2 separate regions of the Mus musculus genome follow, and region 2 is linked to region 1. Evidence: chromatin contacts called from public HiChIP or PLAC-seq data. All regions are on one chromosome and are shown on one strand. Each heading gives the region's core, a stretch centred on a gene start, on an enhancer-like site or on the middle of the called end of the contact. The rest is flanking DNA. Distances are from core to core; before and after follow the strand shown. Region 1 overlaps Gm6093 (predicted gene 6093). Region 2 holds the start of Serpinb6e (serine (or cysteine) peptidase inhibitor, clade B, member 6e).

Evidence for each region. HiChIP or PLAC-seq counts read pairs in DNA pulled down with a chosen protein or histone mark.
Region 2: a contact with region 1 is called in an H3K4me3 HiChIP or PLAC-seq map of the 230-238 cell line, with 11 read pairs. The contact joins the promoter of Serpinb6e here to the enhancer-like site in region 1. A contact is called at or near these places in 4 of 39 promoter capture datasets (embryonic stem cells and stem cell-derived epiblast-like cells) and 4 of 115 datasets of contacts at active chromatin or transcription factors (the 230-238 cell line, bone marrow-derived dendritic cells and embryonic stem cells).

The regions. Positions count from the first base shown.
Region 1 is chr13:33,558,008-33,562,836 of GRCm38.p6, forward strand. It overlaps Gm6093 (predicted gene 6093), which reads right to left. Exons shown (of 3, transcript NR_131141.1): 3 at 4,479-4,829. Among named protein-coding and RNA genes, the nearest start is that of Gm6093, 8.9 kb to the right of the region's middle. Within about 2 kb of position 2,009, at least 35 of the 459 cell types and tissues checked have an H3K27ac peak or open chromatin away from gene starts, as enhancers often do. A contact at or near this core is called in the 230-238 cell line, where this site is marked.
Region 2 is chr13:33,841,116-33,845,944 of GRCm38.p6, forward strand. Serpinb6e (serine (or cysteine) peptidase inhibitor, clade B, member 6e) reads right to left here and starts at 2,293. Exons shown (of 8, transcript NM_001045535.2): 1 at 2,266-2,293; 2 at 1,592-1,604; 3 at 1-240. The coding sequence starts at 191.

The DNA of each region.
Region 1 (4,829 bases), core at 759-3,258:
ATGCTATCACCTTGCCTATTTTTTGAGGCCAATGCTTTGACCATGCCCTGTTCTCCTTGCTCCATCTTGATCACAACCGTTCCCCAATCAGGAAAATCTGGGAGCTGTTGTCCACACTCTACTTGCCCCTCTCAGCTAGGATCACCAAGCTACAAACTATCTCCACAGCTGATCTCTTTCTTCTCTTCCCTAAGTTAACTCCATGGATGGACATTAAACAGTTTTATGTTTTAAAACTAGCCAGATAGCACATTGATGGGAAAAAAAAATCTCCAACACTAAACATATCAGCAAATAGCTGGCTCCTGAAAACCTCTACAGCCCCGACCCTCATCAGAGCCTGCCTGAGTGGCCTGAGACTCTATATGTTCATGTCCCTCCTTCCAAAGCCTAGCCTCTTTCCCTGTGTCCCTTCTCCTCCTCCTGGGGCCTGGACATCCCACCTTTCCCTTCACCCAGCAATTGGCTTCTGCCATTTTTATTGATATAATCATTCACCAATTAAGGAATCAGATTTTAGTATCAGCTCCTCCCCTACAAGTCCAGGAAGTAGCACTATTTGGAGGAGTGGCCTTGTTGTAGGAATTATGTCTCCATGAGGATGGGCTTTGACAGACCTTCTTCTTAGCTGCCTGGAAGCCAGTTTTCTCTTGTCTACCTTTGGATCTACATGGAGAACTTTCAGCTCCTCCAGGCCAACATCTACCTAGATTCCACAACGTTCCAGCCATGATGACAATGGACTGAACTTCTGAACCTGTATGTGAGCTCCCAAAATGTTAAATTTTATAAGAGCTTATTTGGTCCTCCTGTCCCTTCACAGCAAAGGAAACCATAACTGAGACAGGCAAAATCAGGTATGCAGGCACAGTTGTGGTAGCTTTTTACACTATAACATAGATCTCAGCCCTGTCACGTGGGACCTTGGCTCAAAAAGTTGAACTAATTGCTTTGACCCTATTCCAAATATTGGCAAAGGAAAGATTGCTAACATCTACAGTGATAGTCAATATGCGTCTGGCATGGCCCGTGCCCAGAGACAAGAGTTCAGTGGTTAAAATCACATAGTGTTCCTGTAGAGGACATAAATTTGGTTCCCAGCACCAACATCAGGCAGCTAACAACTACCAATAGGGGGAGCTCTCTGTAGGCACTTGAACTTACTTGTACATAATATCACAAGTAACTAAACACCATTCAAAAACTATTAATCTTACAAAGTAACTACAGATTTTATGGTTCAATTTTGTTATATTGCTTTATGTCTTTATATAGTATACAAAATTTTATTCAGGATCTTTTATGCATATCTTTCAATTGATAATTTTTCCAAGTGAATTAACATATTTATCACATAAGATAACATGGAATGCTAAGTGGCAACTTTTAAAGTATTATTTATTTTATTAAGGCATTGTAGACATGGCAGGAAAAAGACATGATAAAATACAATAGTAAACATTTTGAAAGCAAAAATAAGCATAATGTATTGAACTCACAAACCTTTGATCAAAACAAGTCAGTCACAAGAACCAAAAGGAACACACTGTTGGAGTCCATCAAAATACTTTCACTCACAAAGACCACAGAGAACGCCATTGCTTCAATCCGCAAGAAGATTTTTATTGATCCAATGCTTTGGGGAACCCCCTTAGCATGCAGGCAAGTGGAGAAACCCTGAACAAAGAAAAAATACACTTTTTATACCTTGTAAGGGGCAGAATTAGGCAACAGGGCTAGCTGGATTATTCTCATTGGTATAGCAAGTAACCCTTTCAGGCATTGGTTGGTTTGCATAGTGACTACCTTTGGCCTAGTGACTCATTCTGGCTGCCCTTATGGTGGGTTATCAGCAAAGCAGCAGCACATTTTGAACTTATGGGTCAGCTATTAACATCACAGCTATTAACATCAGAGGGATTTCTAGCAAGATCAGGGTGGTTTGTGGTTTTTCTCAGAACTCAGTAAGGGGCAGAGTAGGGGAATTTTTCTGGGAACTGCTATTTTGTTATGGCAGCTGCAGACTTAGTCACTTTGACCTCTACATTTCTGAAAGTCCCTTCAGAAGGGGAAGGAGCTAGGTGGTCTTGAATTTATTTTGGATTCTACATTCCCCCATTTTCCTCTATTACATTTTAATCCTGAAATGATGTATCACTTTGTTCACTTTGTTGGAGCTGCTGATATTGCTGTCTAAGCATCAAAACTTGTATTGTATTTAATAAATTAAGGATGCATGGGCCAAAGATTAAGAACAGAAACAGGATAAGATGGGGTAGTAAACTGCACTAGGCAGGGATCCTTCCAGCAATGCTCAAGGGTCTGGGCATGATGCAGGTGCACATAGATTGGATCCCTGAGCTGGAACTGGTGAGATGTTTTTGAGGTACCAGGCTCATTCGCTGTAGCCAGTTGTGACCAGACTTTCTTCTTTACTACATGTAAGCCTTTTAACTTAGCATACAGATCATTATTATAACAACATGTGGGTTCAATCAAGACAGTGAGGGGTGTGGGAGCTTCATAAAGGATCTCAAAAGGAGTAAGACTGAATTGAGAGGAAATATTTCTGGTTCTAAATAGGGCAGGGGGGAGGAACACCACCCAGTCTGTGCCAGTCTCCATGGTTAATTTGTCAAGGTCTCTTTTAGGGTTCTATTCATCCTTTCTACCTGACCTGAATTCTGAGGTCTGTACATACAATGTAATTCCCATTTGACCTGTAATACTTGACCACCCCCTGACTTACTTGGGCAACAAAGGCAAGGCCATTATCTGACCCTATTGCTTTTGGCATTCTGAAACTTGGAAATTTTTTTCAATAATTTTCTTGACGACTATCTGAGCAGTCTCATTTTTACAGTGAAAAGCTTCTATGCATCTCGAGATCATATTCACAAAGGCAAGAAGGTATTTATACCCATATTTTCGTTGGTAAAGTCTACTTGCCATAGATGCCAGGTTTGTCTCCCCGGTACCTTTTCCCTGGATCCACTGTAATGTGGCAGACATTGACATTTTAGCAGGGCACACACTTGTGCAACACCTGCTCCACAAGGTGTTTTAAACCTCATACATGGTACTTAGTCTTGGAGAATGTCTGGATGAGCTTGCTTATCCCTAAGTGCATCTTTTTGAGCATAGACTCTGCTTGTCTTTATGGCAGAATTTTCTTTCCCCTGGAGGTATACCACAGTCTCTTATTTTTGTTGAACTGGTAACTATAATCTTTGGAAATGAGGGTTAAATCCTCTGCTGTATAGGCAAACTTGGGCTCTGTTGCCAGGAGCACCAGCAGGGTCATGGCTGCAACAATTCTTGGTCTGCCATGTTGTCGTCCCTTGCTTTCATGGTATCTGTCTAATGGTGACTAGGACAGTGGATGATGTTTACCTTGGCAGGGTCATGGAGGTCCCTCAGGAGAGCTGGTATTTTCTCATTGTTCTTAATTTCTTTTCCTCCAGTTCTCAGTAGACCCCTCTGTTGATATATGGCCCTATGGACATGGGCTGTGGCCAAAGCATACTTGCTATCCATGTAGACATTGAGTCTTTTTTCTTTTCTTATTTCCAGGACCTTAGTGTGGACGATCAGTTTTGCCTTTTGGGCTAATGTGTCCTCTAGCAGGACCTTTGTCCAGATAACTTGGTGTCTGTCTACCACAACTGCTCCAGCATGTCTCATTTCTTTTTCTAGATAGCTGTTCACATCTGTTAACCAGGTAACATCTGTGCCCTCTAGTGGCTTGTCTGTAGATCTTCATGTCACCTATGTGCCTCAGCAAGAATTTGCTGACAGTCATGTACAGGAGACTCTATGTCTCGTTCTGTGAGCATGGTAACTGAATTTAGACATGCGAGGGTCAGGGAGAAGTGACTCTTTCAGAGTTAAGCAATAGAGTCTGGTAATGAGTCATGTGAGCGTTAGTCAGTCATCAGTCAGGGGGCTAGTGAACCATGCTCTCTAGAATTCTCACAGAATTACCAAATTCTGTCCTAGAGTCAATTTATCTGTGTTCTTGACCAGTAACATCACAACAGCTACTATGCACAGACAAGCAGGCCATCTGTAGCCACAAGGTCTAATTTATTTTGATAAGTATGTGCTGGGAACTAAAATAGGGGGCCCTGGGGAAGAGGGGGAAGGACCCCGTCAGAGTTTTACCTATTCTCTCATCAGTCAGGCATGGAAGGGCTGCTATACACTTACCACTCATCCCCGGGTGAGCATTTAAGCCTCTGACCCACTCTTCGGGGTGGCAAAAGGGCAGCCCTACTGGGAGCCCTAGCTAAAGCCACTGGGGTTATGGGAAAGAGGAATGAGGGAAGTAAGGTTCCCAACACCAGCAAGAGTGAGTGCAGCGGATCTTGACTGGAGCACAGGAAGGCCTTCCATCAAGAGATTAGAAACGGCTCATTAGGAGAAAGCCTATCTCATCCTCCAAGCTCAGTGGGTCTTGATGAGCAGAGACATTCTATGGTTTTAGAGCTTTATTATAGAAAGGCAGGGAGAAAGAGAGAAGGTAGAAGAGAGAGGGGGAAGGTTAGAGAGAAAGAGAGTAAGAGGGAGGGAGGAGAGGACAAAGAGAGAGGAGAGAGGAGAGAAGACAAAGAGTGTCATGGACCGGGCTCAGTCAGCCCCCCTCAATCCATGGGAATCAGTGTCTTGGACAGATGGGCATAGAGTCGGTGAGAATGGGGTACAGACAGAGGCAGACAGGAGAGAATGTGTTGGGTCTGAATGTAATGTCCAAACGAACACCAGGCTTTTTTATACAGAAGAAAAACAAACAAACAAACAAACAAACAAACAAACAACCAGGAGAACAC
Region 2 (4,829 bases), core at 1,043-3,542, 280 kb after region 1:
GTAAAAGTAGCATTTGCTTCCAGCAGAGAGTCCATGATGGTGTACCTAGAATGAAGGATTACAATAAGCATAATAAACACACAATCTAATATATAGCCTGAATTTTCACTCTCACCAACATTGTGCTCTGACTTGGTGAACAAGAGACAGATACAGCATGGAAAGTAAAGGCACATGCACAAAGTGTCCATCCTTGTCGATATAGCAAGTCCAGGCTAGCATAGGCTACATAATGAGGCCCTGTATCAAAGAAAATAAACAAATGAAAACAAGGACCTTACATGCATGTCCAATTTTTCTAGTGCAATAGCATAATACTTAACATCTCCCAGTTTCTTTCAGGAGGGAATTAGGGAAGTACGAAGTCTGACTGCTTGGAGGAGAGATTGAATATCATTGCTGATTGAAATATTGGTGTTGGGCAGGGGAAATGACTTAGTTGGTAAAGTGCATGCCATGCAATTGTGACGATCTTAGTTTGGACCCTCAGAAACTGTAAAGCTCAAGAAGGAGGTATATATTAGTGATCCCAGTCATGAGCCAAGGAGGTGGAATCAAAAACCAACAAACAAAAAAAAATCTACTGGGCTTGGAAAATAGCTCAATGGATAGAGGGACTGCCATGCATGTGTAACGATTGACAAGGTAGCACATAGTTGCTATCCTAATCATGTGCCAGGGAGGTGAAACAGGAGAGTCTCTGGAAGCTCTCCTAAATGATTGGGTGTCACCTCTTTAGAGAGAAGATTGTTACAGTAGCCTTGATCAAAGCTCTCTGTTGAGGCCAATTCAAAAAAGTTATTTCCTTCTGGTCAAGAGAATGGACTCTACCTCTGGCCTGGGGATATCTAACATTCCAAGCTACTCAAAAAACAAAGAGTTAATCACGTGGCTAAGAGACCATCCCTCTGGAGGGGATTCAGCAAATGTCCAGCTAAATGCATGGGAGATAATTGTCCATCTAAGGAGATAATGAACTTATACTTTCCAGAAAACCCACATCTGGTACTGTCACTTCCAAGCTGCTGTGAGGCTCTGGTTGCTATGTCCATCCTTTTGTGTCAAAACACAGAAAAGCCCAGCTGTTCCCTTTTCTCATTTTTGTCTCTTTCTTTCTGTTTCTCTCCACACCTTGAGTAAGCCTTCCTTGCTTCTATACTGCTTCCCTTTTTGCATTTGGCTGCTTGCTGAACCTCCCTTCCTAACTCAATCAGCAGGATTTTTCTCTTCCTCCACTCTACCTCAAAACTCCCAAGAGCTGTTCTGTGGTTTTTCTTTTAAACTCTAATAAAACCGGTCAAGTTTCCATTTGTGTCTTTTCTTGGTGAAAAAATTTTTAAAGCATCTGGGAACCCTTAAAAAAGAACCCCAGTTTTCCTAGAACCAGATGGTACTCTAGGTAGGACTCCCTAAAATTTCCAGTCACCTCAATACCATGGAAATGCTAATTTTACATACTTTTAATTCTCAAAACAATTTTAAGAGAAAAGGGAGTTGAAGACCTGTTTTTCAGGGGCAGATCACTTGATCAGCACAACAAAGCTCTGTGTCCATCAACAAACAAGGAGAAAGTGAGAAAAATGTAACTCACCGGACAGTTTCATCTGGAACAGAAAACAGGATCAAAACTTTTGGCAAAACCTATAAGGCTATCCTGGTAGACTCCAGATCCTTTAACATTTCACCTGACATGCATTTAATAGAAAGCACACCAAATGATCAGGAGAGCTCCACACCAGTTTCTTATCTTCTCACATTGAGGGTCTCCAAGTAGCTGTGGTTTGCAAAATTTCCAGTTTTGCAAGTCACAAAGACCACAACACATTCTAGAGAGCCTCCAGAAAAACAGATCCAATACCCTTGGCACTGACTTCCAAGCCTTTCTGACTCCAGCCCTTTGAGATTCCAAAGCTTGTCTCATTTGACAGGAGTTCAGTATCTCAACTTCTGAGCAAGCAGAGTCACACGTGTCCCCAGGGTCAGCTGACAGACCCCTTAGTGCACAAGCTACCTCCACAATCTGTGCTTTACTCATGTCCCTGGCATCAGAGCAGGTGGCAGAGCCACCACCTGGCTGGGAACACAAGGGCAGCACCAACAACGGAAACTGACACCCTAGAGGAGTCATTGGGACTCTCTCATGGCTCAGATAAGAAATCATAACCAGGATTGCAGGGCTCTTGCCCTGAACCACACACACCTTCCTGCCAGTACCCAGTGCCAAAGCCAGCCCGCAGCAGAGCATATACAGGACCCTAGGTTCACCTGGAGATGATGAGAAGAGCATATATCTGAAGGCACTAGCTGCACCCAGGGCCTCAAATACTGGTAGAGCAGAGAGGTGGGTGTAGTCTGGGCCTTCTAGGTTAGGAAATTCAGAGGTCAGAGCCTGGTGACCTGAACCCAGCAAAACAACACATCTTTTGCCTCCTGGCCATCCCAAGTGGCAATAGGGCAGCTGACTTTTCTGGTCCTGGATAACTTTTCTAACAACAAACTCTGGAAGAACAGGAAGAGGATCAAACCCAGGCTGGAGTCTCTGAGTAATTTTCTATGAAGGACTAAAATGTGGTCTCAGCATCCTGTTCACTCTGCCTTTTTCAAGACTGAATGACAGCCTTATCAACACCAGAAGTGCACCAGCACTTAATGGGCATAAATGGGACAAAGCACAACAGAAATCTGAGTGTTTGTCTAGCAAGTACAGTTAAACAAATAGAAAGAAAGAAAGAAAGAAAGAAAGAAAGAAAGAAAGAAAGAAAGAAAGAAAGAAAGGAAGGAGGGAAGGAGGGAGGGAGGGAGGGAGGGAAGGAAGGAAGGAAGGAAGGAAGGAAGGAAGGAAGGAAGGAAGGAAGGAAGGAAGGAAGGGAGAGAGAGAGAGAGAGAGAGAGAGAGAGAGAGAGAGAGAGAGAGAGAGAGAAAAGAAACAAAGACAACTAGGTGTTCCACATCTCCACTATTCTCTGGGCCAAAATAATTAGACACAGAAAAATGCACTTATTTGAAAAAAAATCAAAATACATGAGTAAAATTAGTTGTTTGTCACTCATGAATAGCATTCCTAGTAAATATCTCTCTGTCTCTGTCTGTCTCTCTGTCTCTGTCTGTCTCTTTGTCTCTGTCTGTTTCTCTCTCTCTCTCTCTCTCTCTGTGTGTGTGTGTGTGTGTGTGTGTATGTGTGTGTTTCTCTCATTTTTATGTGAGTGTAGTGTATGTACATAATGTATACACAAGTGTGGGCAGTCTGTGCTTTTGTGTCTATGTGGTGTGTTTGTGTGTGTGTGTGTGTGTGTGTGTTGAAGGGAGCAGTCTTTTAAGTTCAAGTTACGAAACCATTCACAGATAACAAAATGCTATTCTTTTGAAGGAAAGGCAGAAATTATTGCTGTATGTAGAATCTAGTATAAACACATACAGCACATGTACGTTTTCCCAGATATGCTAAAAAGAAGAGTTGCTTTTTTTTTTTTTTTTTCAAATGAGGACGAAAACCCTGTTTGTCATCTCACAGTTATCTTGGAGGGCAAGATGAACTTGTGGGTAAATGATGGCCAAGTTTAAGGGTCTGGCCAACTCTGCCTCCTTTGCCTAAACCAAGGACTCACAGCAATGACCTTACTGACATTTGATCTGACACTTGGTTGTACAGGATGCCTTTACTTTATAAAATGTGGCAATCCTCAATTTAGGAATCTATATGTGACCCCAGCCTGCCCAGAAAGTGAGATCCTGGCCTCCTAACACATGCATCAGGCTTTGGGTTCTCAGAGAGTTGAAGCCAGCAAGAGGCCTGGGAGTGGACTTACTTTTCTGTAGTCTTTTTGGAATGTGTCTGGGTCTGTGACAGTTGTATGCATGGGCTGGAAAGTTAGACTCAAACCACTGATCTTTGGAGACTCTGAGTCTCCAAAGTCTGTGAAGACAGACACTTTTCTGAGGAACTTTTAGGATCTTTTACCAGAGCTCAGACCCCTCTACTTAGTAGATCTCAGTGGCAAACCAGGCTTCAAGCCCAGCTGTGAGTTTTTACCTTTTTTTTTTTAATTTAGATGTTCCCTTCATTTACATTTCAAATGTTATCCCCTTTCCTATTTCCCCTCTGAAAATCCCCTATACCCTCCCACCTCCCCATGCTCCCCAACTCACCCACTCCCACTTCTTGGCCCTGGCCTTCCCCTATACTGGGGCATAGAACCTTCACAGGACCTAGGGCCTCTCCTCCCATTGATGGCCAACTAGGCCATCCTCTGCTACATATGCAGCTAGAGCCACGAGTACCTCTGTGTGCTTTCTTTGATTGGTGGTTTAGTCCCAGGGAGCTCTAGGGAGGAGGAGAAAGTCTGATATAAAATTTAATTGATGACATGCCAGAAACTAGGCACAGACCTCTGTCTAATTCATCTGTGACCTATGGTGTCATGCTAGCCAGTATTTTTTAAACAATTTTTTATTAGATATTTTCTTCATTTACATTTCAAATGCTATCCTGAAAGTCCCCTATACACTCCCCCTGCCCTGCTCCCCTACCCACCCACTCCTGCTTCCTGGCCCTGGCATTGCCCTGCACTGGGACATAAAATCTTTGCAAGACCAATGGCCTCTCCTCCCAATGATGGCCAACTAGGCCATATTCTGCTACATATGCAGCTAGAGACACGAGCTCTGGGGGTACTGGTGAGTTCATATTGTTGTTCCTCCTATAGGGTTGCAGACCCCTTCAGCTCCTTGGAGTTTTCTCTAGCTCCTTCATTGGGGACCCTGTATTCCATCCAATAGATGACTGTGAGCATCCACTTCTGTACTTGCCAGGCACTGGCATAGCTTCACAG